6 separate regions of the Mus musculus genome follow, and regions 2, 3, 4, 5 and 6 are each linked to region 1. The links are chromatin contacts, called in public HiCAR-type and promoter capture Hi-C maps. All regions are on one chromosome and are shown on one strand. Each heading gives the region's core, a stretch centred on a gene start, on an enhancer-like site or on the middle of the called end of the contact. The rest is flanking DNA. Distances are from core to core; before and after follow the strand shown. Region 1 holds the start of Pcmtd1 (protein-L-isoaspartate (D-aspartate) O-methyltransferase domain containing 1). Region 2 holds the start of Mrpl15 (mitochondrial ribosomal protein L15). Region 3 holds the start of Lypla1 (lysophospholipase 1). Region 4 holds the start of Tcea1 (transcription elongation factor A (SII) 1). Region 5 holds the start of Rgs20 (regulator of G-protein signaling 20). Region 6 holds the start of Atp6v1h (ATPase, H+ transporting, lysosomal V1 subunit H).

Region 1 (4,478 bases), core at 910-3,409:
TTCTGGGCTGAAATATTTTCGTGTGCACCAATATGAGACATCCAATACAGAGTAAGAGATAATGAATGGCAGATACTTAACACCTACCTTGTTATCCTGAGCAAACAAGAACTGCTCAAATCTTTAACTATACATGGGTTTCTCCTCAAATGCATAATTTGATCACACTTTATTTGAACTCACTACTGGTCATAGTTCCTTAAACTACAGTTAGTCACACCTGCCAGAAAATGAAAGTATTATATACTATAAGGCACAAACCCCAGTAACACATTTTTAATTCCCATGCAATAAGCAAAGTTTAATTTTGTCTACTTTGTATTCTTTTCAATTTACAGTGTTTCAGCTATTTTAATATGAAACCACCAGAAACCTCATCGAAAACGACACCAGGATAGTTTCCTACACTTATTTTCGATATTTTTGATAAGGCAGTTTCCATTCAGGAGGACAAGGCAGGGCCATAAATGCAGTTCAGGTACTCAGCCCACCCAGAAAAGCAGAGCAGGCGCTTAGTCAGGCACTCCAGGCCTGAGCTGACTGACCACAGAAGCAGGAAGACACTACTTAGGCTTTTATTTAAAAACAAAAAAGTACCAGCATATTGTTGACAAAAACAACGAAAATACCATAGATCTCTTCAAGTCTTTTAAGTTCGATTCCTAAATAAATGTGCACAATTGTGTCTATGATTTTAAGGACAGGCCTGTTTGGAATAAGACGGTTGCCTATGATTACTTTAGTAGACTGTTTCCCTTGGAAGCTAGCAAGATTAGCACAATAATGCGTGCAGAACCACTTTTCTTCCACTTTCAGACTTCTCCCTAGGGTTCACCTTGCAAAATATTTAATCCGTGGTGGGTTTTTTTTTTTTCTTATTTGAGTACAAAATTTCTAAATGGTGACTTTCTACGAGTTTCATCAAAAGTAGCCTCCTAGAGTTTAAAGAATTAAATGCTGCTATCTAACCATATGGTATTTAAACTTTATGACATAAAGAAAAAGTAAACTTTGTGTAATCTTTAGGCAGTCATTCCCTCTCATGTAAACTCTGAGGTCTAAGCAAAGACTAGCAACCTGTTTCATATGAAAGTATCGCATGTGGCCTTAGATACTGTGAAAGTCAATATATTAAGTTGCAAAATACTGGCACGTAGGCCAGGCACAACAGCTCCTGTTTGATCCTAGCACTCGGGAGGTGGAGGCAGAAGCTAAGAGTTCAAGGTCAGCTTCCACAGCACAGGGGGCTCTATCTCAGCTTGAGCTATAGAACTGCGTCGCAAATCACAAAACATACAATAAGCTTTTAACTGACTCGCTACTGAAAGTGTGAAGCCCATGCTAAACAGTAACATTTAACAATAAAGTATGTTTTTAAAAAAAAGAGTGGAGAGTTCCGTATACTACTGGCCCAAAAATCTATATTCTATATAGGACTTTAATTTTCGTCTATAAACACACTCCTCACTTGCACCGACAAAATCCTGAAAGGCTGGATGCATACATACACTTGGGATCGGGTTACTCTGAGTAGTGGGAGCGTAAATATTGGGGTTGAGGTCCAGGACAGAAAGAGGGCAGGAGTCTTGTGTCTTCATTGTTTGGCAGCTTTTTTTTTTTTTCTTACAGAGCACGCAGTACTTTAGCTCCATTTCTAAGAGCATTCCTCCTCCTCCTTCTGTACCCAAATTCTTCAGATTTGTAAACGCACAGCTGTGGTTTCACGATTTTAAAAGAACACGCATAAAAGCAATAAGCTGTAAAACACCTTGGCTCTGCAAAACAGCTCGCCCTGTCTCTCTCCATCCGTTCTCCCGGCTGGTGTCTAAAATGCCAAAGCAGCGGACGCGGACCGCACTTACCGAAGGCGCAGAAGACGCTCACACAGCGGCAGCGCCCGCTCAGTCCCTGAAGCCCCGTCCCAGCCCCCGCGTCACGAGCCTGCGTAGGCGGGAGCCCTCCAGGCCAAAGCAGCGGCGGACCGGCGGCGGGCGGAGCGCCGCAGAGACAGCCGACTGGCCCGGCACAGCGTCCGCCAGCGCCGACGCGGGAGGGCGGAGCCCGACCCGCAACCCGGGACCCGGGCAGCTGGACTGCCCTAGTCGCCACCGCCTCCTGGGAGCTGCGCGTGCGCGGGGCGCCCTCCGAAGAAAGATGCCAATCAACGGGGCCTGGGAACACCCCCACCCTCAGCTGGGTTGGACTCCGCCCTCTCGCTGAACGCCCTGCCCCTTAACCAAACAACGCGAGGCTTGCCCAAGCGGCTGGCAGCTCCCGCGGATGCCGCGAGAGCTGGGGCTCCTCCTATTCTGTCGCTGTTTTGTTTGTGTGCTGCGTAGCTCGGGAGCGCAGGGTCTGGTGACTCAGTCCGTCCCCAGCTCCGCCTCCGGTCGGCGTTTTGCCGACTGGATCTACGAGGCCACTTCATCTCCAGCCTCTCCGCGGGTCTCTGTATCGGGTGATGGGGAGGATGCCTGCAGACCCGGCGCGCACCCAATGACTGGCGGCGGTGCATGCGTCGCCCCCTGTGCAGGCGCAGCTGACGCCTTCTTGGTCCACGCCGAAGCCCCTGCCTGTGTCGGTGTCGGGAAGGAGTGCTTGTTGAGAAGTGGCGAGGGTCAGAAGCAAGGGGGAGCATCTACATCTGTAGTCCTCCGCAGTAAACATGTCGATTCCTACTTTGGGACTGTATTTTTTGTTTGTTTGTTTGTTTCCAGCACATAAAAAGACACTGCTTTCCCAATGCTGTAATTTGTAACCAAATGCACGTTCCAGATGTGGTGGCACTGGCTTGTAACCCCAGCACTTGGGATGCTCAAAGTCTGCCTGTACTACATACATATATCAAGTCCCTATCAGGAAAACAAAAGGTCTTGAGGCCTAGGTTGCTGTCACCTACAGTAACCTTGTGTAAAGTGTTTAAGAACAGAGTAGTAAAATGAGAGCTTCCAATCACTTGAAAACTGGAACAAAGTTAACTTATGCGATGGTCTGACTTTCAGCTCACCTTTATGTCTCAAGTACGAAGTTAGATTTGGTGGCCTTTTAGCCCTTAGACTGAGGCTGTGGGCCGGATTCCTTAGTCCTATCTTTGTGTCTCTCCTAGAACCAAAGCACCCCTGGACAGGATGGGATCACATAACAGTCTTTGGGGGTTCGGTTTCTGATACTCTAGGCAGAAATTTTAGCAGGTGAAAATATTTTATCGAGTGGATGTAACGGCTCAGGGTGGTAATCCCAAAAGCTCCGCAGGTGACAGCAGAGATCAGTAGTCCAAAGTTATCTGCAGATACTTCATTTGAGGTCAGCCTGGGTTATATGAGACTGTCTCAAAAAAAAAAAAAAAATATATATATATATATATACATCTTACCATAAACATAATAAATCACATGATAAATTAGGAAGGTTTGGGAGTTTTAACAGAATCTCCAGGCTGTCCTCAAATGTGAAATCCTCCGAGCCTCAGCCTTCTGAGAAATCACAGATGAGTTCCACTTCACCTGTTTTAAAATAACAGTGAGACACTAGAAAACATTTTGGTTTTCTTTTTCTTTCATTTCAGTCCCTATGGGAATTTTTTTTGTTTGTTTTGTTTTGGTTTGATTTTTTAAGACAGGGTTTCTCTGTATAGCCCTGGCTGTCTTGGAACTCACTTTGTAGACCAGGCTGGCCTCGAATTCAGAAATCTGCTTGCCTCTGCCTCCCAAGTGCTAGGATTAAAGGCGTGCACCACCACCGCCCGGCTGGGACTTTTTTTATGTAGGCCTTTTTTTCTATTGAATAAGAGCTAAACACAGCTTTATTTTTCTTCTCTTCACCTTCAAGGGCTGAGATTAGAGGTGTGCAAAAATGATGATGTTTAATAAGAGGGATGCTAAGTACTGTGTTTATAAAACAGGACCAGGGGTTTCTCTTCTACAGCAGCTAAACTGGAAAGAATCATGTAATAACTTCTGTGTATACACCTGGTACCTGCCACCTACCCATGTTTCTAATTATGCCCCACGTCTTGCCTTTGCACCTGTCATTTCTTATATATCCTCCCACAACTTCATAATCTGGGAAGGCTGGATACTGAGTACCAAACTGCTTCCAAATTTTAATGCTGTGCTACACCGATGATACTTGTCTTTGTTATATTGGTCAATTTTTAAGTTGTTTCATCATCCAGATTTATGTAAAGATTTTAGACTTTATATAGCCTGCAGGCAATTTGTTCTTGGCATTCTCCATCCACTGTTGGAGTAAGCCTGGTCCTGGGAACACTAGCAACACTTTTATTCTTCATACCAAGTGACTTCTACTTTATTACTAAGCAGAAAATAACACAGTATAGTACAGGCCTGGCACTCTGTTCATAAAACCACGCAGGCAGAATATCACAAATGTTCAGCCTAGTGGTCTTTCATCCCAGCACTAGAGAGATGAAAGTAACAGGACCAGAGTGCAAACAGTCAAGTGGGTCTCTATGAGTC
Region 2 (4,478 bases), core at 1,230-3,729, 2.3 Mb after region 1:
TAGCTAAGTCACTGCCCTACACAGGAATTTACCATTATCTAGGAAAAAGGAACCAGAGTAGATACTTAGAACTATAGATAGCTGAGTTACACCCATACACAAGTATTTACAATGGCCTAGGGGGAAGGTGGACTATACAATAGACTAGAGTAGGAACTATGGCAAGGCCACAAAGCCCTTGCCCCTGGCTTCTAAAATTAAGTGGACCTTAGATGGAGCTGTTTTTGATCCCAGTTGTTTGTTTTTTTTTTTTTTTTTTTTTTCGAGACAGGGTTTCTCTGTGTAGTCCTGGCTGTCCTGGAACTCACTTTGTAGACCAGGCTGACCTCGAACTCAGAAATCTGCCTGCCTCTGCCTTTGATCCCAGTTGTTAACATTGAATTTTATCCCAGTTGGTTCCTGCCAGTCCTTCTGTGTTTGCATTCCTGTTTTTTGTAAGAATCCAGTAGCCTCTTTGTACCTTGCAGGTGTGTCACACAACTTCCCTATTTTCTTCTGTATAAAAAGTTTGATGCTCAATTTGACAAATTACATTCAGATCCACACTCCCTTGTGTAGAGTCTGTCAATTCCTGCCAACTCCTTGTCCACCTGCAACCAGAGACCTGTTCCACACAGACAGTGACCAAAGAGAGTCTGTGGCACTCTTCAATTCATTCTCATAGTTTTCTATGCTTACTATGTTGCATATGGGACAAACAGCATACAATTGGCTACAGACCATTTCCACTATGACTGATTAATATTAGTGACATCACATAAACCATACAATAAAGAAAATGTATCCTTACAAGAAATGCAACACAGTATTTTGGCTTTCCTCAATTTCATTGGCTTGCATAGATAAAAAGGGGACATGTGGGGAGCACTTCCAGAGTTAATGTTGGCTGAGTTCTTGCTTGTAATTAATCATGAATGAGTCTGCTAACATGCTTTTGCTTTTAGTTAAGACATGCATTATATCCTGCCAAGTTCCTCTGCTTTTACATATGTCCTTGAGAGACTGTCCAAGCCTGAAGGAAATGGCCTTAGTCAAACATGGATAGTGTGTACCATACACTTATCACATAAATGTTCATGTTCATTGTTTAACTTCCTGGAATTGGTCATGCTTTCTGTTGCTAGCCTTTAAAAGACACTGAGAAAGTAAACTTGCTGCTAGTGGTGGTATTGACCTGTAGCCCTCCCATATCTGTCTCTTCCATCTTCTTTTTGCCTTTCCTATAATCATCCTCATACCCCAAGTCGTGGTTTCCATGTTGAATGACCAGCAGGCTCTGGCCCCAGGCCCAAATCCATGGTTTTGAGTAGCTCACCCCGATATCTACCTTATGTGTAACCTGTTGGAACATGTGAAAGGGCTAGCTAGTCCTGCTGATCCAGAGCTGCAGGATCTCAGTGACCTAGGACAATAGCAGGATAACCGAATAGAGTCCCTGTGAGGATCCAATATTGGTGTAGCAGAAGCCAGAGACCTAGAACCAGACCAATGACTCATTGCAATGTACATTTGCAAGTAATAATGTATGGACAAAAGGGTATACTGTAGGACACACTGTGACACACGACAGCTTCACGATGAGGTTTCCTAAACTTTATTTTTATTTTGGGGGGGGGGGGGTTTGCAAGGGCAAAAAGGACGGAGGGATTGTGGATCTGGAGTGTATGATGTGAAATTCACAATGAATCAATAAAATAAAAATAAAGGTTTATTTGAGTTAGAAACAGCTGCTTATTAAATTGTCTCACCTTCACTATATAACTGATAGAGCTTGGTAGGAGCAATTCTCCAGCAAGACAGTGGAACGGAAAAAGAATATAAAAATGAACACATTGTTTTCTATATTACTTGTATTAAGACAAGTTTTAAAAATCATTTAATTTGGAGAGTTAAATATATGTTTGGCAGTTTAAGTTCATTAGCTTTGAATCCTATCTATACCATCTGCTGTGACAGCTGGGTCGATCTGATAGGCATAAAACCACACCTCGCTTCTAGCGTGGTTGTTTATATGAATCTAGTAAGGCTAACTTTAACTCAGTTTCTGGCATACCCCAGGAGCTAAGTATGCCCCACCCCCCATCGTTAACTGCAAGGCACGCTATTAGGTTGAACCTAATTAGACAATTAATTCTAGAGCCAGGCACTGTAACAGTTGAATTACCAGAGTCTCAAAGCTTGAACCTGTTCACATCATTTTGGATTACTTTTCGCTTCATGAGGCCCCACTTTTACCGTACAGCGTGTTCAGTCATTACAGGGCAGAAGAGAACAGTTTTCGTTCACAAAATGGTACCAAAGCCAGAGGATAAAGCATGATCTCACAAAAGTTGATGCAGTTCCCCGAAGTAAAAAGACATCAAGCCTGGAAGCTGGAAGACATAGCCTACCGACGCGGATGCGGTCGCTCTGCAGCACGACAGGGGCGGGGCAGTACGGCCGCTGCAGCGCGACAGGGGCCGGGCGGAGCCGTAAAGCAACGCGGAGTCTACGCCGCTTCCTGGGCGCCCTTGAAGCACCGCGGGTCATGGCTGGCACGGCGCGCGGCTGCGGGACCAGCCTGGACCTGCTGCGGTCCTTGCCGAGAGTGAGCCTGGCCAACCTGAAGCCCAGTCCTAACTCCAGAAAACGGGTAAACGCTTGGCGGCGGTGCGGGGAGTGCAGGGGCCGCGTCACTCTGGCGATGGACGCGTGCGGGCGCCTGGCTCCCTTCCGCGTGCGCCCAGTGTTAAGGATGCTAAGCAGGCGGAGGGTACACACTCGGGAACTGCAGACGATTCATCCAAAATTGCGTTTAAACTGAACTGCTTAGCAAGTGCCTATCGTCGTTATAAAAATCCCAGTGTTTTTTCTACATTCCAGCTGGCCAATGTGCAACCCAGGGTGCAACTAGAAAACTGTTGTGGGTCGGCTGCTCGGCTTTTACAGTAACTTAATATACGGCTTTTTTTTTAGGGGGGGGGGCGGTTGACAAAGTCAATTAAGGGAAAGATGTTACGGAGTTAGAGAACACCGAAAGACTACCCGACTCTATCCAGTTGTAATTAGCCAATTTTTTAATGTTATAGTGCAGCCAACCACAATTCCCCTTAGGCCCAGGTTAAAGGGGTAGAAGGTGGAGGGCTTTGAAAGGTCGCAATTACTTTATTTCTGGGGAACTTACAGCTACATGAGGAACTTTACCGAAGCAATTAATCATTTCACATCAGTTTTACAATTCTGTGGAGGGGGACAAGTTGCCAGGAGCTTATCTTTTAGGAATTTAGGAAATTAGAATGTGTCCCTAGCAAAAATTGGAGTTTTCCTTAGCCATATGTGATCTAATTACATATTTACGATTAATTTAAAAATAAAACATTTAATGTCACTCAAGCCTCGTTTTGGCTGTTTAGTTCTAGGATTTTCTTTTTCCGTTCCAGCTGCTTTTTCCTGAAGACTAAATTTAGGCCCTTAGCTTGTTTGTTCAAGCACACTATACCACTGAGCTGTAATCCCAAACCCTTTCCCGATGCCCTCTCACCGCCCCCCCCCCCCCCCCCCCCCAGGGTTTCTCTGTAGAGCCCTGGCTGTCCTGGAACTCACTTTTTAGACCAGGCTGGCCTCGGACTCAGAAATCCTCCTGTCCCTGCCTCTCGAGTGCTGGGATTAAAGGCATGCGCCACCACATCTGGTTCCCTTTCCCGATTTTTAAATGCTTTATTCAGAGACAGACTCTCAGAAAATTGGGGGTTGCTGGCCTTGCCCTTTTTTTGTAGCTTAGGCAGGCCTTGAACTTTGAATCCTCCTGCCTCAACCTAGCAGATAGCAATCACTACAGGGACCTAGCTTATTGTAGAGCTTGTTATTCCTGTTGGATCCCATCCCTTCCTTAGAACTTTGCCCTGTGTTTCACCTTGTATTTTGGTTACTAGGATCAGCTACATTCTGAGAGAACTATGTTGGTGGAGTATAAAGATGAGCACGCAGCTAGAGCAGGGCTTGGCACACGGTACTTTACCTCTGGTGCAATGGATAAACAGCATTAATATGGAATATGCTATGAGATGAGACAGTTTTCAGAAATGTATCTGAAGATCTTAAAACTCACTTTTTCTTGTAGGAAAGACGTCCAAGAGATCGGAGAAGAGGTAGGAAGTGTGGCAGAGGCCATAAAGGAGAAAGGCAGAGAGGAACCCGGCCAAGGCTGGGCTTTGAGGGAGGGCAGACTCCATTTTACATACGAATCCCAAAATATGGATTTAATGAAGGACATAGGTAAGGTTGTTTTTTTTTTTTTGTTTTTTGTTTTTTGTTTTTTTTAAGTACAAATCGTAATTTCCACTAAGAAGTACACAAGTAATTTGGTAGATACCTTATGTTTATTTAGGAACACACTTATGGTACTGTTGCTTTGAATAATTTTTAGTAATGTAACTTACCCTCTATTGTCTGTGTCACTGTATGACTATGCCCCCAGAAAAGCACATTTGTACAGAGTC
Region 3 (4,478 bases), core at 759-3,258, 2.3 Mb after region 1:
ACCTAGCCATCACCTAATACCATATTACCTGGCATAATCTCCAAAGTTAGGAAAGTGAGTGAGATATGGTTAGTACCTGAAAGGGACAATTAGTCTAGTCCAATGTCTCCATTCATTCATTCATTCATAAGCAAGATCTCACTGTTGCCCCATCAGTCTCAAACTCTAGGGGGTCAAGAAAACTGCCTGTCTCAACCTCCTGAGTATTTAGCAACGGGCGTTAATAACTCACTGAAAAAAATCACTTAATGTCTTGGCTATTTTATAAAAATTTACTTTTTTAAAATCAAGTTCTGCCAGGCGTGATGGCGCACGCCTTTAATCCCAGCACTCGGGAGGCAGAGGCAGGCGGATTTCTGAGTTCGAGGCCAGCCTGGTCTACAAAGTGAGTTCCAGGACAGCCAGGGCTACACAGAGAAACCCTGTCTCGAAAAACCAAAAAAAAAAAAAAAACAAACAAACAAACAAACAAAAAAAAAAATAAAATCAAGTTCTAAAAATTTAACCTTTATATTTATTTTATGTGTACAAATGCTTTGCCTGCATGTATGCCTATACACCACATATATGCGACTCCTGTGGAGCCCAGAAAAGGGGTCAGATCTGTTGAGACTGGAGTTACAGCGAGCTGGAAGCCACTAAGTGGGTGCTTGGAACTGAACCCGCAGGCTGGTTAAGTGCAGCCTATGCCCTGAACCATTAAACCATCTCCCCAGTTTCATTGTAAAAGTTTGACAATCTTATACAACACAAGTTTCAGCCAGATAATCACTCAATTAAACAGAAGGCAACCCAAGGATTAATAACAGAAAATCCTAAGCTAAAGTTAGTGCTGCATAGTCCGGTCAGGGACTGGTGAAGTGTCCACACGGCACACACTGACCTCAAGTTTCTTCTCCAGAACCACAAAAGCAAAATGGGTTTGATAAGCCACCAAATTAATCTTTGAGCTGTGGCCCCACCTTCTTTGATTTTTCTCTTTTAAGGGATCATCTGCACTCTGATCTGGGACTTATGCTTCATGTTATTGCTATTTCTCTCAACAGAATCAACCGGTCTTTCTCAACCTGCTCCAAAACTGCACACTGCCTTTGCAAACATTCCACTCCTCTGGTATCCAATTCACATCCAAAGAGCAGTTAACAATTTTAACATGTTCCAGAGACAATCTCAAAGACGAGAAACTCAAGATAAGGGGGAAATTGTGGGTGTTTGTAAGCAGAAAAGCTGATCTCCTTGAGAAAATACTTGTTCCTACAATGTCAGCCTTCTTCAGCATACAACCCTTTGACCAGTAAGTAGCTGCACGACCCCATCTCCTTAGGTACTAACAATGGCACCTACCCTGTATCTCCCAATCCGTGAAGGAAAATAACCTAAAAGAGAATAAGACAAAATAAGCACACACTGGACTGTTACAGATTTTGTTAAGTTATAAAACCCAATGAAGGACCTAAAAACTTACAACAGAACACTATTCCACAAGCTATTTAATTTCTATACCCCTTCGTTTTAGCACTCAGAGGTCTCACACAGTCGGATAAAAGACAGCTGTCTCTAAAGTCAAGTCACGAAAGTCGAATTTTTTTCATCACAAAAGTTTCCGGGAGCAAAAGTTAATCTGAGCTCCTGCGGCAGGACAGACACTCCCGCTGCAGGTCGGCTGTTTCAGCACTGGACCTCGGAATTTGCTTCAGGGGTGGGGGTGAGAGTGCTAGGCAGGCAGGCGGCGCCCCGCCGGCTCCGATTCCCCGCCCGACCCCGGAGAGCCCGCGGGGCGGCGCGGACGCATCCACGCGCGGCGGCCTGGGTCTCGCTGGTGCCCCAGGCCCGGGCGCCGCCACTCACCGCGGCGGTGGCCTTCCGGGCGGCCGGCACAACGGCGGGCATCGGAGCGGACATGTTGTTGCCGCACATCCACCGGCTGGCGGACAGTGCGTCGGAAGCGGAAGGGAACTCGGGCTCCCGGCAGCCGAAAGTCCCAGCCCGCCCCTCCGGGCGCGCGCTCAGGCGCGTGCGCGCCCCCGCGCCGCCCTGCACTGTTCCTCGCGTTCGGCCCCGAGCTCGCGCCCCGATTCGGCCGCGCGTGCGCGTCATAGTGAGCCTTCCCGCACCGCGCTGGAGCAGTGCGGGCCGCTGCTAACCTCTCGCTGTCCATCCACGCCCGCAGTGCCTGGACCAGCGGCAGGTAGCAGGGACCGCTGCTGGGACCGCGGCTAGGCGGGGCGAGCTCTTGCTGTGGTCCCCTGCGCGCTTGACGCGTGACTCCCGATTTCACTTCCCCAGGCAGGTCAACGTTATTAACTAAAGGACAGGTATTCATTGAAATATAGCCGTTTTGAACACGGGGCAAAATCGCCACCCTTCTGCACAGCGCTGAATTTATTGCATATATAGTATGTATAACTGGGGAACGGTTCATGGCAAACATTTAAGGTCAAAATGTCATGACCTTCAGAAGTCTGCAATTCAGTGAGGAAACCAAATATACAGTTTTGACTGGAAAGGAGTTTGTGAACTAAGACTTAAAGACTAAAAGACTTAATTAAATTACACAGGAAAATCTAGGTCCTGAGAGATTTTGGAGTCTTATTCAAAACGGTTTTAAATCAGTCTTGCCCTTAAATATTGAAAAGTTTAAACATTCTCAAAAATGTTAAATTGATAACCCTCCCCCAAAATGGTAGTAATGTGATTCACAAGGCTTATGCCTCTATATATTTTTTGCTTTTTCGATACATGGTTTCTCTGTGTAGCCTTGGTTGTCCTGGAACTCACATTGCAGACCAGGCAGGCCTCAAACTCCTAACTCTACCTCCTGAGTGTGTTTGCCACCACACCCAGCAATGCCACTATATTTAAGTCAAACTGTTAGGTCTTTTCTTTGTGACTTTAAAAGAAAACACAACTGTCTTTAGCTCTCATTATGAACATAAAATGATCCAAGTCACTGTTAAGTAAGTTTCTCTATGATGAAATATGTAGAATTCCAGGAGCTACCATTATCTCACTAGAGAGGACAAGAATACATCAAGTTGGGGTGCCTGTCATCTGTGTCTTTTCCTATCTCAAAATCTCCAGTTCCTGCAATTTTTCTGGAGTTTTACATCCTCCAATGAGCTTGTTTCTTCTGTTCTGAATGGTTTCTTTCTTCCCTGGGTAAGGGAATGAAGTAAATATAAAATTTAGAAAAAAAATAGTTAATTATTCAGATCATGTGATTGTACAAAAGAAAAAGTAAGCCCAGTGGTGGTGGCGCACGCTTTTAATTCCAGCAGAGGCAGGTGGATTTCTGAGTTCCAGGCCAGCCTGGTCTACAGAGTGAGTTCCAGGACAGCCAGAGCTACACAGAGAAACCCTGCCTCGAAAAACCAAAAAGCCAAAAAAAAAAAAAAAAAGAAAAGAAAAAGAAAAGAAAAGAAAGAAAGAAAGAAAGAAAGAAAGAAAGAAGAGTAAAGTGACCAACAAGAAAATTCATCAGTATAGCCCATACTAGGTCAGTATACCCATAGAAAACTGTTGAGAGTCCAAGAGTCTTCCACAAACTACACAAACACCAATCTCAGTCAGTCAGGGGTGGATTATTGAATGTACACCCTAAGACTGATCGATCAGGGCTGTAGCTCAGATTTTAGAGGCTGACGCTATGACTACGAATATCTTTCTCTGTCAGCTTATAAGAAACACACACACACACAAGCTCATACACAGGTGCAAGAAGTGCTGCCCAGTGGTCAGCGCCAACTCAAGCCATTTTAGACAGAACAGTTCATATTGACCTTTGATTTGATAGGTCCTACATAAAGTTTTGTGGAATTTCTTAAGATAACAAACCTCATGCAGAACATATGCGAGTATGTGATCAGCATGACCTTGCTCTAAGTCCAGTTATTTTTCAGTGTCAATGACTAGCTGGCATGTTATAGCAACAATATGAAATAGCTGGCAGGCATGGAACAAAATGGCTATAGCTATGCTAGGGGAGGGGTAGGCCTCAACAAAGAGTATATTTCTAGATATAAGCAAAAGCTGGTTAATTGTGTAACAATACAAAACATTACAATACAGATTTAAAACTATAAGATTTGTAAAACACTATTGAATATGATTGACAAAATGCTGGTCAAGTTGCAGCAAAGTCTATACCTGTGAAATTATGATAATCAAGATCATAAACTCCATCCTCCCACCCTTTCCATTATTACTGTGGGGTTTGTTTTTATTTTGCATAGACTAATACATAAAACTTACCTTCCTAATAATTTAAGAATCTTGGTGTTCTGGTCAAATTAGTTGACTTCACATGCACTGGTTTATTTTTGGTCTAGTGTTTATTTTCCCCTCCATTTCTGTTAAAAAAAAATCCTTAGGACTTTTGATGATGAGTATCTTGACCCTGTAGGTCTTTTTGGGTAATATAAGCACTTTAATAATATTAATTTTTCAATCCATAACAATAGGATATCTTGGGCTAGAGA
Region 4 (4,478 bases), core at 615-3,114, 2.2 Mb after region 1:
GCAAGGGCAACACAAAGAAATCCTCAAGTTGTCCTCTGACCTAGTTGTGTACACACACACACCCACACACAGGTTTTTAAATTTTAGATTTTTTTGTTTGTTTGGTTGGGCGGTTTTTTTTTTTTTTTTTTTTTTTTTTTTTTTGAGACTCTGTATAGTCCTGGCTGTCCTGGAACTCACTCTGTAGACCAGGCTGGCCTCGAACTCAGAAATCCGCCTACCTCTGCCTCCCAAATGCTGGGATTAAAGGCGTGCAGCACCAATGCCTGGCCCAAGAATTTATTGAGTATCATTTTGATCTTTCTTTGCATTTCATCAGCCTGTTTGAATTTCAGGACTGGAAAATGAAAGAAAAAGCAATTAAAAAAAAAAACAGCTTTGTCTTCTTTTTCAAGACAAATTTTCATCTTAGTTATGGTTTTGCACTACCAGAAATCAGATTTGAGAATGACTTGAAGTCTGTCTTGATGTATTTGGGAAAATAAGTTACGAAGTTAATGACTTTTTTCTTCTTGCGAGTTTCCTCTGTGGCAATCTGGGAACCTTCAGCCAGAGAGAGGTTTCCCAATTTAAAAAAAAAAAAAATGTTTAACCTATCATATAACCAGAACTCATCACCTGCATCAAGTAATGAAATAGCTCAATCAGTAAGAAAGAAAAACAACACAGGCTAATATCTGGAACAGAAAACAAACAGGAAATATTTGAAAGGACCAAAATCGTACATACGGATTAACGGGGCATGAAATTAAATGCGGGTCAACACACCTGTTTAAGAAAGAGGAACCGGGGGCGTCTGAAAGTCTTACATTATTTGGTATTAACACTAAATCCTAAGCTGGCAGCGAGTGGAAAGTCAGCGAGCTCCTAGCTCAAGCAAAACTACACAGTATTTAAGCGACAGCACTTTAGCTCTGACTCAGTTTCTTGACTCATAAAAAGAATTCTGCAGAGGCGCGTAACTCTAAAGCACTCACTGCACAAACGTTTAGCATCTCTGCACGGCTTTTACTTCACAAATGGCAAAAGTCTCTGGTGTTTTGATAATGCAAACCTGCTGCGTCTGGAAGAAGAGATTCAAGTGAAGCTGGCTGGAGAGGTCAAGTGTGGAAGCAAAGGGATGGAAAGTGGTACACACCGAGGGACACATCCACACAGACCAATCAAGGAACAGAGGATGTCATCCGTCCCGCTGCAGCCTCAGCACCATACCCGCGGAGCAGCAGCAGCCGGCTGCCCGGCACATCGCACGCAGGCCGACTTGCCAAGGGGCGGCGTATTTTCTGTTTGTGATTACCAAGTGGGTGTAAGGCAGAGCTGGGATAAACACACTTTACGGCCCGTCTGCAACTGACCGCGGCACCCAGCGAAGCCGCTCTGGGGTAACCGGCGGCGGCCACCGTACATTCTCTCAGCCCAGCGTCGAGGGCTTCAGTCCTGGGCTCACTGCGGCCGTGGGCAGCACGGACCTGAAAGCCCGGAGGGCGCGCGGCGCGGCCCGGCCCGGCCCGGCCCTGACTGACTCCGCGTGGGCCGGTGTCGCGGACTCGGCCGCGGCCTGCCCCGGGCCCGCCCGCTTACCGCATTCTTTTTCTGCACCATTTTGTCCATCTTCTTGGCAATGCGAACCACCTCGTCCTCCATGGCTCCGGAAGGCCTCCCCTCGCCCGGCCACAGCGGACGGGAAGCGAGAGAAGCTGCGCGGACGTTGGACAAGCCGCGAAGCCGCTGGCCTAGGCCTTCCTCACAGACCCGGCCCGCGGCGGCAGGGATAAGCGCTCCGCCCCCTAGGCCGTGCCAGTCAAGCACCGCGCGCGCCACACAGGCACTACGAATCGATCGCAGGAGACTGGAAAGTAGAAGTGGCTCGCTCAGGCGTGCGCTGTTCTTTTAATCTATTCCCGCCCCCAGCAGTCTGGAACTTCCGGCCCTATCCGGACTCGCGTTGCTGGCGAGCTGGAGTTGGACGGAGTCCGGCTTTCACGCCAGAGGGATCAGGCAGTAGGCGGTAGGTTGCTACGAGTTCCATCGAAACCCCTCCGGCAGAGCGTTCTCTGGGACGCAGGACAGGCATTGCCGAGGGCTTAAAGCGCATGAGCACTGAGGCTCACTCTTGGACTCAGATATTCAAACCATCTAGCCTGCTGATGAAAACCGACTAAAAAGACGACGGCCTTGAGAATTGTGACTTAAAAAAAGCCACGGTAAAAAAATGACATGTATAGTGTCTGGGATTGTTTTTACTTTGTTCCATGTGTTGAAAGTTAATAAATCAGGAGCCAATGAACATTACAGACTTTTAAGACTCAAAATATCTTCTTTCCAATGAAAAAAGTTAACTAAAACACATGTCGTGTCAAATTAAACATTTGTCACCAAGCATGATAGAAGGCCGTGGCATATAACTAATGTGCATTTTCACACTTTAAACTTAAGATCAAATAAAGTATAGCTCCCCAGGGTAACAGTGAATTCCACTTTGACTAATCAGTTTCTATTGAAAGTAAATGGTTCAGTACCATTTTTCACCCATAACTCATGCTTTTCATTTATTTTCTTTGTCCTTTTCCTTCAATTTCCTTGTGAGGTAATAAAGAGGAGACAATCACCAGGCAGTGGTGCCCCACGCCTTTGATCTCAGCACTTGGGAGGCAGAGGCAGGCGGATTTCTGAGTTCGAGGCCAGTCTGGTCTACAAAGTGAGTTCCAGGACAGCCAGAGCTACACAGAGAAACCCTGTCTCGAAAAACCGGAAAAAAAAAAAAAAAAAAAAAAAAAAGAGGGGACAACATTTTCTCATTTGCAGATGAGAAAGTGGGTCTGTGTCCAGTTAAACCATTTACTACCAATTCACACTATGCATAACAGCATTTCAAAGTTAATTACCATTAACCAAAATTTACCACTTAAGATTCTCTCTATACTAAGATAAAGCCCTTTATGGTTCAAGATATCTATCTGGTCTCCACTGCCTTGAGACAGGGTCTCTCCCTGAATTAGAAGTTTGAAGTCAGCTAGGCTGACTGGCCAGCAAATTCCCCAATCGGCCTCTCTTAGACTCCCAAGCATTGTGGTTGCAGGAATGCACATCTATGCCCAGCTTTTTTCTGCAGGTGCTGGGAATTCCATCTCAGAACCCCAGGCACTCATGCTTGGAAAACAAGTACTCCTGTCCACTTAGCCATCTCCCCAGCCTCAAGTTAAGTTTTAAGTGTTGTAAGAGAAACAAAGTTTACCATTTTAGCTTTTTGTTTTTAGACAGGGTCTTTTGTAGCCTATGCTTGCCTTAGTTATCTATGAAGCCCAAGTTATCCATAAAATCCTGCTAGGATTGCAGGCGAGCACCACCATATCCAGTTTAACTGATTTCAAGTACGAGGTGTTTACAGAACCACACGTGCTGTACATTATGACCCCTGACAGTTTCCAAGCTTTCCATCATTTATCATCAGGAACATAGAGCGGAAGAGCTGTTATTACTCTGAGCTCAGTTGTGCCTGCTTGGGAAGTTCATCATAGAGCTTGTTGACTGTTGAAGTTCATAGAGGTAGGCCTGGAGGATCACTAGACCTCACCCACATATCCAGCCATCCCTTCCAACTAGTTGTTTGCAGTTCTGCCCTAATTGGGGATGGCCTCAGGTTTCAGAGGAAGGGCTAGTCTGTAGGCTGGAAACGATTAGGAACAGGGCTGCATTATCCACAGAGGAGCCCATATCTAGGTGACGGGGATGGGGAAGGTGCAGACTTCCCCTTGTGGTTGCTTTAGGATCATCTATGCACTGTGCCTTATAAACTCATAGGTTCTCCAGAGTGAATTGTTTTGTCCTTGGAACTTTAGGAATGGGTAGACAATACCTAGGTCCACCCCCAGGGTGAAAACACCCAAGCTTATTGTGTAATTAAGATTGACTTTATTTTCCTGCCTCCACCCAAGTACTAGGTTGATCTCCATGGCTCAATAGTCTAGCTAGCATCTTTGTTTGTAAACAATAGCCTTGCAGGTGGTGATGTTGCTGCCTAAGGCAAAGTTAAGGTGATTTGAGTTAACCCTGGCTAGGCTCTTGAGCTAGTTGTTTTCTTTCTCCTCCCCCAGGGGGCTACACACTGAGAAACACTATCTCAACAAAACAAAACTAAGCATAACATTGTTGATGTAAAAACCACAGCTTTCATCTCAAAGGAAATAATATATAGCTTATTTTGGAGGCATTTTGAGTTACCATGGCCAGGAACACAGACTTATTTTATTCCAAATTCCATGTTCCAAAGTGGAAGCAGTTTCATGAAAGTTTATAGTTCAAGGCCAGGCGTGGTGGTGCACACCTTTAATCTCAGCACTTGGGAGGCAGAGGCAAGTGAATTTCTGAGTTCGAGGCCAGCTTGTGCTACAGAGTGAGTTCCAGGACAGCCAGGGCTACACAGAGAGACTCTGTCTAAAAAAACCAAAGTTTGTAGTTCTACAAGAGAAAGTAATAAA
Region 5 (4,478 bases), core at 1,112-3,611, 2.1 Mb after region 1:
ACTGGGAAATTAAAGCGGCATCCCCACAGTTGGGGGTTGTTAGTGGGAAGGCTGTTTCTAGGACCCTGTGCTCCTGACTACTACACTAAACATGCCCAAGAATGTCATCTTTTTAACTTTCCAAGAAAAAAAAAAGAGCATGTTTACTTTTATCCTCTTTCATACATAAGTCTCCTAGGAATACATTTCAGGAAGCAGAACTCTGAAAATAAGAGGTACATATGGAGTTCAGAAAAGACGCCTGAAGGCTTACAAAACCGAACAAACTCCCCCACTATGCTGAGGTGAAGTTGGCTACTTCCTACCCGGCTCCCAGTGTAAGGTGGGTCTGGATTCTTTCTGGCTGGCCAGCTGCCTAAGAACTACCCAAGTCTCACTTAACAGCTACCCCAGTGGGACCTGGTAACTATTCCGACCTCAGTGGTCTATTGGAGGACAGGGTAAGGAGAATTCTGATGAGGGAAGGGAAGAGGGAAAAAAATGAAAAATTGAATAGATGACTGGTGCCCACCACGTTTAATGTGCATACAGATTATATGGGGTGTAAATGTGCAGGTTTTGATGAACTAGGCTAGGAAAGGGACATAAATTTTGCATTCTTATGGAGCAGCTGGATACTGAATATTGGCAACAGCAGCTGGTTCAGAGACCACAGCGTTAGGCAACGTAGTTTAAATGAGGGAAGAAACTAAGCTAGTGCTTTCTCTTTTTACTTCCACTGACCTTCTCTTGTATCCCCAAAGCAATTCTCAAAATGCTTCCACAAGGTCGCAAATAGGTGACTGTGGACAAGATCGTACTGATGTGCTGGTTTTGTTTCTCGCCTTTCTTACACACCCTTCCCGCCTTCCGCCCTGCACAGCTCCCAGACTCCACCGGGTCGACTCATTTCGCCACCTTTCTAGCCTGCTCTCCAGCTGTTCTTGTGTCTTCTGCGGCGACCCCCTCCCGTGGCTTGCCTGGGCGCAGGGACTTTCCCTCTCAGCCAAGCTCCTGGCCTACTGCCTGGCTCTCTCCAGAGCCCCACCGCCTCCTGTTCCTACTTGTGGCCTCAATGGCACTGCCAGGACGACGTCCGAGGGGTCGTCTACTGAAGCTGGCAAGTCCGAATTCGGAGCCCAGAGGAGAGGACGCCTGTACTGAAAAGAGTTCACCCGAGTCCGTGAGTACTGGGAACTCCACTAAACCCACCCTCGGCTTCTGGAGGCCCCAGCCTTTCCCACTCGCTCTAATCCTGATTGACCCAGCCCACCCGGGCTGGCCTGGATACTGAAAGATTGGCACAGCGCTGGGCACACTGGAGGAAAGGGCACCTGAGGCTCCCGGACACTCCCACCTCCACCGAGGCATTAGAGCTACTTTCTCCCAAGCGATCTGTTCTGTTTCTACCATCCTAGGAAGCAAGAGGAAGCCCTCTGACGCCTCCGAAGATCTTTTCCAACTGTAGTTGCAGCTTCCCCTCGAGCCTCCCCAAGCATCCCCGCACTTTGTAACCGCTCGCAGCCGCGTTCATGCCCCCACTCCTCTTCCCAGGAAGAGGGAGGAAATGACGTGATGTTATTTTTGTGTCAGGTCACTTTGCTGCTTGAGTTTAGCCCTCCGAGCTCAGGCGCACTGCCCCAGGGGTTCACTTCAAGGGTTACTTCGCTAGCTGCGGCGACCCGGGCGAGGGGCATCCTCAGAGGTAGGCGCCAGGTTCTGCAAATGCCCGGGGCTTCCCCTCCCACCGCCTGAGTCGCAAAAGAAAGGGAGACTGCCGAGGGACTGAGAGAGACCGGAGTCCCGGCTTAGGCTTTCTTACATACACTCCACCCTGCCATCCCAATCGCCAGGTGGGGCCATCCGACTCTGGCTGGCTGGCCGGAACTGAGTAGGACCACTGTTTAGAGTGGGAGAACAGATCTCTTAGAAAGGCTATACAAAGAGAGTTGGGGGCGGATGTTAGTGGCGCTGAGGTCAAAGGGTTCAGTGGGGATTGTCCAGCAGGGGCGGGCAGTTCACAGGCGCGAGACCCGGGGTACAAAGCACCAGCTCCTCTCGCGACCTTTCCCCGTACCCCCAAGCATCTCTTCATTCACAAGGCCCCAGTACTCATTCACAAACTCTGGATCGCCCCCACCCCACGGCGTCCCCCGCAAGCTAAGGCCAGGGGATAAAGAGAAAGGGCCTTACAGGCACCCTCAAAGCTCGCTCCCGCCGCACCCATTATTTCGTTGCGATTATAAGAGAGGAGCCAGGACCGGGGCTCCGCTCGCCCGATTTGGGACTAGGGAGTACCCCCAGCCTCCGAGTGCTGCGTGCTGCCGCCAGAAGGAGGCGAGCCAGGGGATTGCCCTGCCCCAGGAAAGCGAGCGAGCGCCGGGGCGGAGAGGAGTCAGAGAAGGGAAAGGAGGAGGAAGAGAGAAGAGCTCCGGAGCTTAGACCCAGAAACGCAGGAAAGGGCGGGTGGCAGAGAGCCAGCGCGGGCGGAGTAGGAACCGCTCTGACTAGTGTAAGAAAACTAAGGCACACTCTGGACGCATGCGCACGGCCAACGGAGGCCCGAGGGCCAGAGCTTCCCCTTCGGCTAGCCCAGCGGACCCTGGCCTGGTAAGTACCTGGCGTCCTCCTCGTCTTCCTCTCTGACTCCCTGCCCCCCCCCCCCCCCGAAGCCCTGGACCTGGCAGTAGAAGGAGCTCGAGGAACCTGGGACGCCAGTCTCTCCTTGCCCGGTGGTGCAATCCCTGGCTGGTCATCGCCCTTAGGGTTAGTCAGTTGAGGCGAGTGGGTTGTGAGTTCGGAACATCTCATTGTCTGAGGGAAGGCTCCGAACCATTGTGATCGGTTATTATCAGACCCACCAAGCAGGTGGTCCGGACTCTGAGACTCAGCGAGGGACGAAAAATGCCATTAAGGTCTAAAGTGCACATCAGACATGCCAAGCATTTGGGAGAGCCCAAGCGAGTGGAAGAGTCTCGGCTCTCTCTCAGTTGGGGGAAGGATGCGCCTCGGTCTGAGGACCCGGGGCGGGCAATTTGAGCGCAGGTTGAGGAGGTGACACTCCCGGAACGCACTACCTCCCTTTCAGAGAAGCGCATCACAGGCCGGCTGGCGGAGCTGAGCTTCAAGTAGGCGCTCAGACCGCGCCCGGAGCGCTGCGGGCAGCAACACCAGACAACTGAGTAGACCGAACAGTCACTTAAGGGAGAGAGGGTGGGGATTGTCCTTATCGGGCCTGGGAGCTAGATTTCCCACACTCGGGGGGCTCGGGAGGTTGGAACCCGAGGACGTGCCGAGGCTGCAGCGACTGAAGGTTCGGGTAGGAAGCAGAGAGGCTGCGCGGAGGTGAGCGATGGGGAGTCGGGTCTTTGTATGATGGTGCCCTCAGACTTGGGGAAACTGGGCTGGCAAGGAGCCTAAAGGGAGACAGCTCCCTGGGACAAGGGTGTGCTCTTTCGGAGATCTGTGGCTAACCCCACCTACTGCTTCAGGGGAGTGGGTAAGGGAGAGGCCTCGGAAGCGGCACACGCGGGGGTGGGGTGGGTGTTTGGGGAGACGTTTCAATGCGCTGAAGGATTTCCACACTTAGGGAGTGGGCGACCGAAGGTGGGCGTTGGGGAGGGTACAGGCGCTGCGACCGCGCAGGTCTGAAGGTGTGAAGGTGGAGCGCGGGAGAGGTGGGCTCTCTGGGGCTGGGCTGGGTCAGGATCTTCCTCGAGTCCATAAGCAGCAAGCAAAACCTGGGCAAGAAGAGCTAGCTAGCCACACTCACACAACTGCTGATGGACGTGGGGCTAAAGCGGGCAAGGGGGTTCTGGCCATAGCAACTGCTGCCTCTGCGCCCTCAGGTGGAGAACAGAGCCACAGCGTGAAGAAAGTGGTGGTGCAGGAGGGTTTCTGTCCTGAGAGTGCTGGAAAGGAAATCCTCTCCAGAGACTGTGTTCTAGGCCACCCTCTTGTGGGTTTCCAAGACTTCACAGCCAGATAGCTGGCTGAATGGCCTTGGCGCCCACTCGCCACTGCAGGTTAATACAGCACAATTTCTGGGCTCGTGCTATGTAAAAACTAGTCAAATCGTTGAACAGACAGACGGCTCATGGGTTAAACGAATGTACTCTCAACAACCTGTAGCCTTAGTTCTAGGGGATCCAGTCTCCTCTTCTTGCTTCAGCAGGCACTTGGCATACTTGTAGTGTTCCCACATATATGCAGGCACTCATGCATAGATATAAAATTTGTAAATAAAAAATCTGTTCCTACTGTTATTATATTGATGCAACATGGGCCTAGTGGAGTTCAAAATCTAAAGACATTATGAACATATAAGTATGGATGCATCACTAGCCCCAGCTCTCCCAAGGCTAGGGAAGGAAAATATAGAACTTGAGATCAAGTGAGCTACATATTGTCATTCTTTCTCAAAAAAAAAAAAGGAATATAAAGATCAATAGCATGATGCCTGTTTTCATATGCTATAAACAATATGTTTACACACTAAA
Region 6 (4,478 bases), core at 833-3,332, 2.0 Mb after region 1:
TTCTTAACTGATTTTTCAATGTGCATATTCAAATCTGACCCTCAGTAACCCAGTTATAAATATGCCAAAATAAAGTCATATGAAATAAAATGATGAAATATTACTAAGAATAAATGCGGGCTGACGAAATGGTGGGGGGGTGGGGGGAGGGTGAATGCACCTGCCACTCAAGCCTGACAACCTCACTTTCATCCCCAGTGCCAGAGAACCAGTCCTCCCATAGGTTATTCTCTGATTTGCAAAGGCATGGCATGCAGAACACACATGGTGTATACAATCATCTGTTACTCCAGTTCCAGGGTATCTGAGACCCTCTTCTCAGCTCTGAGGGCACTCGCATTCAGGTGCCACACATACATACATGCAGGCAAAAACAGTCATACACACAGTATAAAATAAAATAACTGCTATGAACTGTTCTATTTTCCCAAGTGGTTCCTACCATATCTGTCACACTCCCTAAGACAGCTAGCTATGGAGAGAAGGAAATGTTAAAATTAATTTATTAGCATTTTTCCAGTATTTCTCTCATAGAAGCATGACCATGAAAAAGCCTGATGGAAAAGCACATGACATCCATGACTCACAACAAACCAGTACGCACTGAAGATAAGACTGCCAGTTCACTTTGTTGGCACGAACTTCAGCAGCCTTGGCCGCAATGATGTTAGTTGGGACAGCAGCATCCACAGCACCTCGAATGTCCATCTTGGTCATCTAAACTTTATGACTTTGAATGTTTCCCACAGACCTTCAAGATAAAAACAGGATAGCAGCCATTTAATTTTTTGAACTACAAGTATTAATATAACCATATTGATTTCACTTAGCTTGAATATTAAATATCCTAGGTCTGAAAAGCATTACCGTATTTCAAATTCTGTCTACCACCCCATAAAAGGCTTTCTATTGACTTGTTCTTTTTCCAGGGAAGAGTTTTTAATTCTTAGCCTCAATAAACACTGAGACGTTTAAAATGACCACTTAAGAGACTGACAGCAAAATCAGAACTAAACTGAATATTAAGCCAATCTCTTTGACCACCTTAGTGCAATCATACCCAGTGCTTAGAATACATTAAAAATAACCCAGAAGTCCACTACTTTAAATCTATTCAATCACGTTCTAATCTCTTCTACAAAAAATAAAATTAAAAAAGGGTCAATTATGGTATTTATGGGCATCTATTATGCTTCGATTTGCAAAGACACTATATTAATTCCTTTCTTTAAAATTACTGATTCAAAATAAAATACACTAAGAGGTGTGGTATACCAGGACCTTCTTTTCAAACAGAAATTGACAAACATTTCCAAAATCAATATTGAAAGAAATTTCTGAAACAACGTATGTCCAACCAACAATAGGAGTCTATTCTGACAAGAAAAATATACAATAATGTGCTACTAAAAAAAAAAAAAAAAATTCCCAGTCCTCAACGTAATAGATAAGTTACATCTCATTCTACTACGATGCAAAAACCATTCCCAAAACGTACGTTCTTACCTACGAGCAAAAGGAGGTTTAAAAATAAAATCATACCCAAATTCTATTCCGCGTTGCCGAAGTGCTTAGTCAGTGTGGAACTTAGATTTCTCTTTGTGGGAACTCGCTGCCTGAACAAGCAAGGTCGGCGCAGACTGCGGGTCCCAGGTAAAACCGGCTCCATCCGGGCAAGGCTGGCACCAAAGGCACAGCGCAGCCTTCCCGGGCGGCCCGACCCCCGCGGCTCTCCCGGCCCGGCCCGGCCCGGCCCAGGCCTGCCCACCCCCGCGCTCTCTGCTTCCCTCCGAGGGGAGGAAGGCCCTGCGGCTCCGCAGACCCTGGCGCGGCCGGCAGGGAAACCAGTCGGCTCTCCGGAGCCGGGGAGGGACCCCAGGCGGCCTCACCTGGATAGCCTCGGGGAGTGAGGGCCGCACGGGCGGGCAGGCGCCGGTCGAGCTCCGAGGTCTCAGTGGCCACGGGAGACCCAGAGCAGAACGAAGGCGACTCCGTGGGAGACGTTGCGAGCCTCACTCAGAGGAAGCCGGAACAGCTACGAAGTGACAGCAGCGTCTGGCACGTGAGCAGCCGCACGTGACCGCAGCTGAGGGCGGAAGCCGAGAGCGCCCAAAACTGCTGGACCGCGCACCAAATGGCCTTTCCCAGGCCACTTAACTTGGTCACTTCAAACTGGCAGAGCTCGCCACCCTGCAGGCCACTGGTGCCAAAAAGCCAAAAATCTTTGAAGAAGCTTGGTTTATGACCTTTGAGTGGTTTGGGTTTGTTTGAATTAAACATCTCAGCGGGCCAGGCATTCATACTCCGATTTTAAGCATAAGACTCAGACTGAGAAATGAATCATAGACCCATGGTATAAGTATATGTAGACCCACCAGTAATACATGTCTCAGAAAAAGTTATTCATTGTTTACCTAACTTCATTTTTCTCTAGGCTTATATGATGAACAGAGACAGTCTATGAATTTAGAGCTTTATTGTAGGAAGATAAAGAGAAAAAGAGAAGATAAAAGAAAGAGAGGGGCCGGCCATAGCCAAGTGGAGAGAGGGGGAAGGGAGAGAAGGAGGGCTAGAGAGGAGTAAGAAAGGTGAGAGCTTAAGAGAGAGAGGAGGTCCCAAGCAGCCCCTTTTATAGTTGGCTGGGCAATCTTTTAATTTTTAATATTTTTATTAGGTATTTTCCTCATTTACATTTCCAGTGCTATCCCAAAAGTCCCCCATACCCTCCCCCCCCCCACTCCCTTACCCACCCTCTCCCACTTTTTGGCCCTGGCGTTCCCCTGTACTGGGGCATATAAAGTTTGCCTTTATATGGGCCTCTCTTTGCAGTGATGGCCGACTAGGCCATCTTTTGATACATATGCAGCTAGAGTCAAGAGCTCCGGGATATTGGTTAGTTCATAATGTTGATCCACCTATAGGGTTGCAGATCCCTTTAGCTCCATTGTGTAGATGTACCACATTTTCTGTATCCATTCCTCTGTTGAGGGGCATCTGGGTTCTTTCCAGCTTCTGGCTATTATAAATAAGGCTGCTATGAACATGGTGGAGCATGTGTCCTTCTTACCAGTTGGGGCATCTTCTGGATATATGCCCAGGAGAGGTATTGCTGGATCCTCCGGTAGTACTATGTCCAATTTTCTGAGGAACCACCAGACTGATCTCCAGAGTGGTTGTACAAGCCTGCAATCCCACCAACAATGGAGGAGTGTTCCTCTTTCTCCACATCCACGACAGCATCTGCTGTCATCTGAATTTTTGATCTTAGCCATTCTGACTGGTGTGAGGTGGAATCTCAGGGTTGTTTTGATTTGCATTTCCCTGATGATTAAGGATGTTGAACATTTTTTCAGGTGCTTCTCTGCCATTCGGTATTCCTCAGGTGAGAATTCTTTGTTCAGCTCTGAGCCCCATTTTTTAATGGGGTTATTTGATTTTCTGAAGTCCACCTTCTTAAGTTCTTTATATATGTTGGATATTAGTCCCCTATCTGATTTAGGATAGGTAAAGATCCTTTCCCAATCTGTTGGTGGTCTCTTTGTCTTATTGACGGTGTCTTTTGCCTTGCAGAAACTTTGGAGTTTCATTAGGTCCCATTTGTCAATTCTCAATCTTACAGCACAAGCCATTGCTGTTCTGTTTTTCCCCTGTGCCCATATCTTCAAGGCTTTTCCCCACTTTCTCCTCTATAAGTTTCAGTCTCTCTGGTTTTATGTGAAGTTCTTTGATCCATTTAGATTTGACCTTAGTACAAGGAGATAAGTATGGATCTATTCGCATTCTTCTACATGATAACAACCAGTTGTGCCAGCACCAATTGTTGAAAATGCTGTCTTTCTTCCACTGGATGGTTTTAGCTCCCTTGTCGAAGATCAAGTGACCATAGGTATGTGGGTTCATTTCTGGGTCTTCAATTCTATTCCATTGGTCTACTTGTCTGTCTCTATACCAGTACCATGCAGTTTTTACCACAATTGCTCTGTAGTAAAGCTTTAGGTCAGGCATGGTGATTCCACCAGAGGTTCTTTTATCCTTGAGAAGAGTTTTTGCTATCCTAGGTTTTTTGATATTCCAGATGAATTTGCAAATTGCTCCTTCTAATTCGTTGAAGAATTGAGTTGGAATTTTGATGGGGATTGCATTGAATCTGTAGATTGCTTTTGGCAAGATAGCCATTTTTACAATGGTGATCCTGCCAATCCATGAGCATGGGAGATCTTTCCATCTTCTGAGATCTTCTTTAATTTCTTTCTTCAGAGACTTGAAGTTTTTATGATACAGATCTTTCACTTCCTTAGTTAGAGTCACTCCGAGATATTTTATATTATTTGTGACTATTGAGAAGGGTGTTGTTTCCCTAATTTCTTTCTCAGCCTGTTTATTCTTTGTGTAGAGAAAGGCCATTGACTTGTTTGAGTTAATTTTATATCCAGCTACTTCACCGAAGCTGTTTATCAGGTTTAGGAGTTCTCTGGTGG

Evidence for each region. Promoter capture Hi-C pulls out the DNA fragments that hold promoters and counts their contacts. HiCAR-type assays count read pairs that join an accessible place to other places.
Region 2: a promoter capture Hi-C map of pre-B cells shows a contact between it and region 1, with 6 times the contacts expected there. The contact joins the promoter of Mrpl15 here to the promoter of Pcmtd1 in region 1. A contact is called at or near these places in 3 of 39 promoter capture datasets (the C10 cell line, liver and pre-B cells), 1 of 484 Hi-C or Micro-C datasets (CD4 T cells) and 1 of 115 datasets of contacts at active chromatin or transcription factors (astrocytes).
Region 3: a HiCAR-type map of astrocytes shows a contact between it and region 1, with 6 times the contacts expected there. The contact joins the promoter of Lypla1 here to the promoter of Pcmtd1 in region 1. A contact is called at or near these places in 1 of 484 Hi-C or Micro-C datasets (B cells) and 1 of 115 datasets of contacts at active chromatin or transcription factors (astrocytes).
Region 4: a contact with region 1 is called in a promoter capture Hi-C map of pre-B cells, with 9 times the contacts expected there. The contact joins the promoter of Tcea1 here to the promoter of Pcmtd1 in region 1. A contact is called at or near these places in 8 of 39 promoter capture datasets (cranial neural crest, embryonic stem cells, frontonasal cranial neural crest and 4 more), 1 of 484 Hi-C or Micro-C datasets (CD8 T cells) and 3 of 115 datasets of contacts at active chromatin or transcription factors (astrocytes, double positive thymocytes and embryonic stem cells).
Region 5: a HiCAR-type map of astrocytes shows a contact between it and region 1, with 4 times the contacts expected there. The contact joins the promoter of Rgs20 here to the promoter of Pcmtd1 in region 1. A contact is called at or near these places in 1 of 39 promoter capture datasets (embryonic stem cells) and 1 of 115 datasets of contacts at active chromatin or transcription factors (astrocytes).
Region 6: a contact with region 1 is called in a promoter capture Hi-C map of pre-B cells. The contact joins the promoter of Atp6v1h here to the promoter of Pcmtd1 in region 1. A contact is called at or near these places in 2 of 39 promoter capture datasets (pre-B cells and second pharyngeal arch cranial neural crest).

Annotation. Positions count from the first base shown.
Region 1 is chr1:7,086,601-7,091,078 of GRCm38.p6, reverse strand. Pcmtd1 (protein-L-isoaspartate (D-aspartate) O-methyltransferase domain containing 1) reads right to left here and starts at 2,159. Exons shown (of 6, transcript NM_183028.3): 1 at 1,863-2,159.
Region 2 is chr1:4,783,727-4,788,204 of GRCm38.p6, reverse strand. It overlaps Mrpl15 (mitochondrial ribosomal protein L15), which reads left to right and starts at 2,479. Exons shown (of 5, transcript NM_001177658.1): 1 at 2,479-2,632; 2 at 4,100-4,254. The coding sequence starts at 2,528.
Region 3 is chr1:4,805,353-4,809,830 of GRCm38.p6, reverse strand. Lypla1 (lysophospholipase 1) reads right to left here and starts at 2,008. Exons shown (of 9, transcript NM_008866.3): 1 at 1,849-2,008; 2 at 1,345-1,376. The coding sequence starts at 1,917.
Region 4 is chr1:4,855,080-4,859,557 of GRCm38.p6, reverse strand. It overlaps Tcea1 (transcription elongation factor A (SII) 1), which reads right to left and starts at 1,864. Exons shown (of 10, transcript NM_011541.4): 1 at 1,582-1,864. The coding sequence starts at 1,644.
Region 5 is chr1:5,017,422-5,021,899 of GRCm38.p6, reverse strand. It overlaps Rgs20 (regulator of G-protein signaling 20), which reads left to right and starts at 2,361. Exons shown (of 5, transcript NM_021374.5): 1 at 2,361-2,589. The coding sequence starts at 2,521.
Region 6 is chr1:5,080,690-5,085,167 of GRCm38.p6, reverse strand. Atp6v1h (ATPase, H+ transporting, lysosomal V1 subunit H) reads right to left here and starts at 2,082. Exons shown (of 14, transcript NM_133826.5): 1 at 1,890-2,082; 2 at 605-751. The coding sequence starts at 717.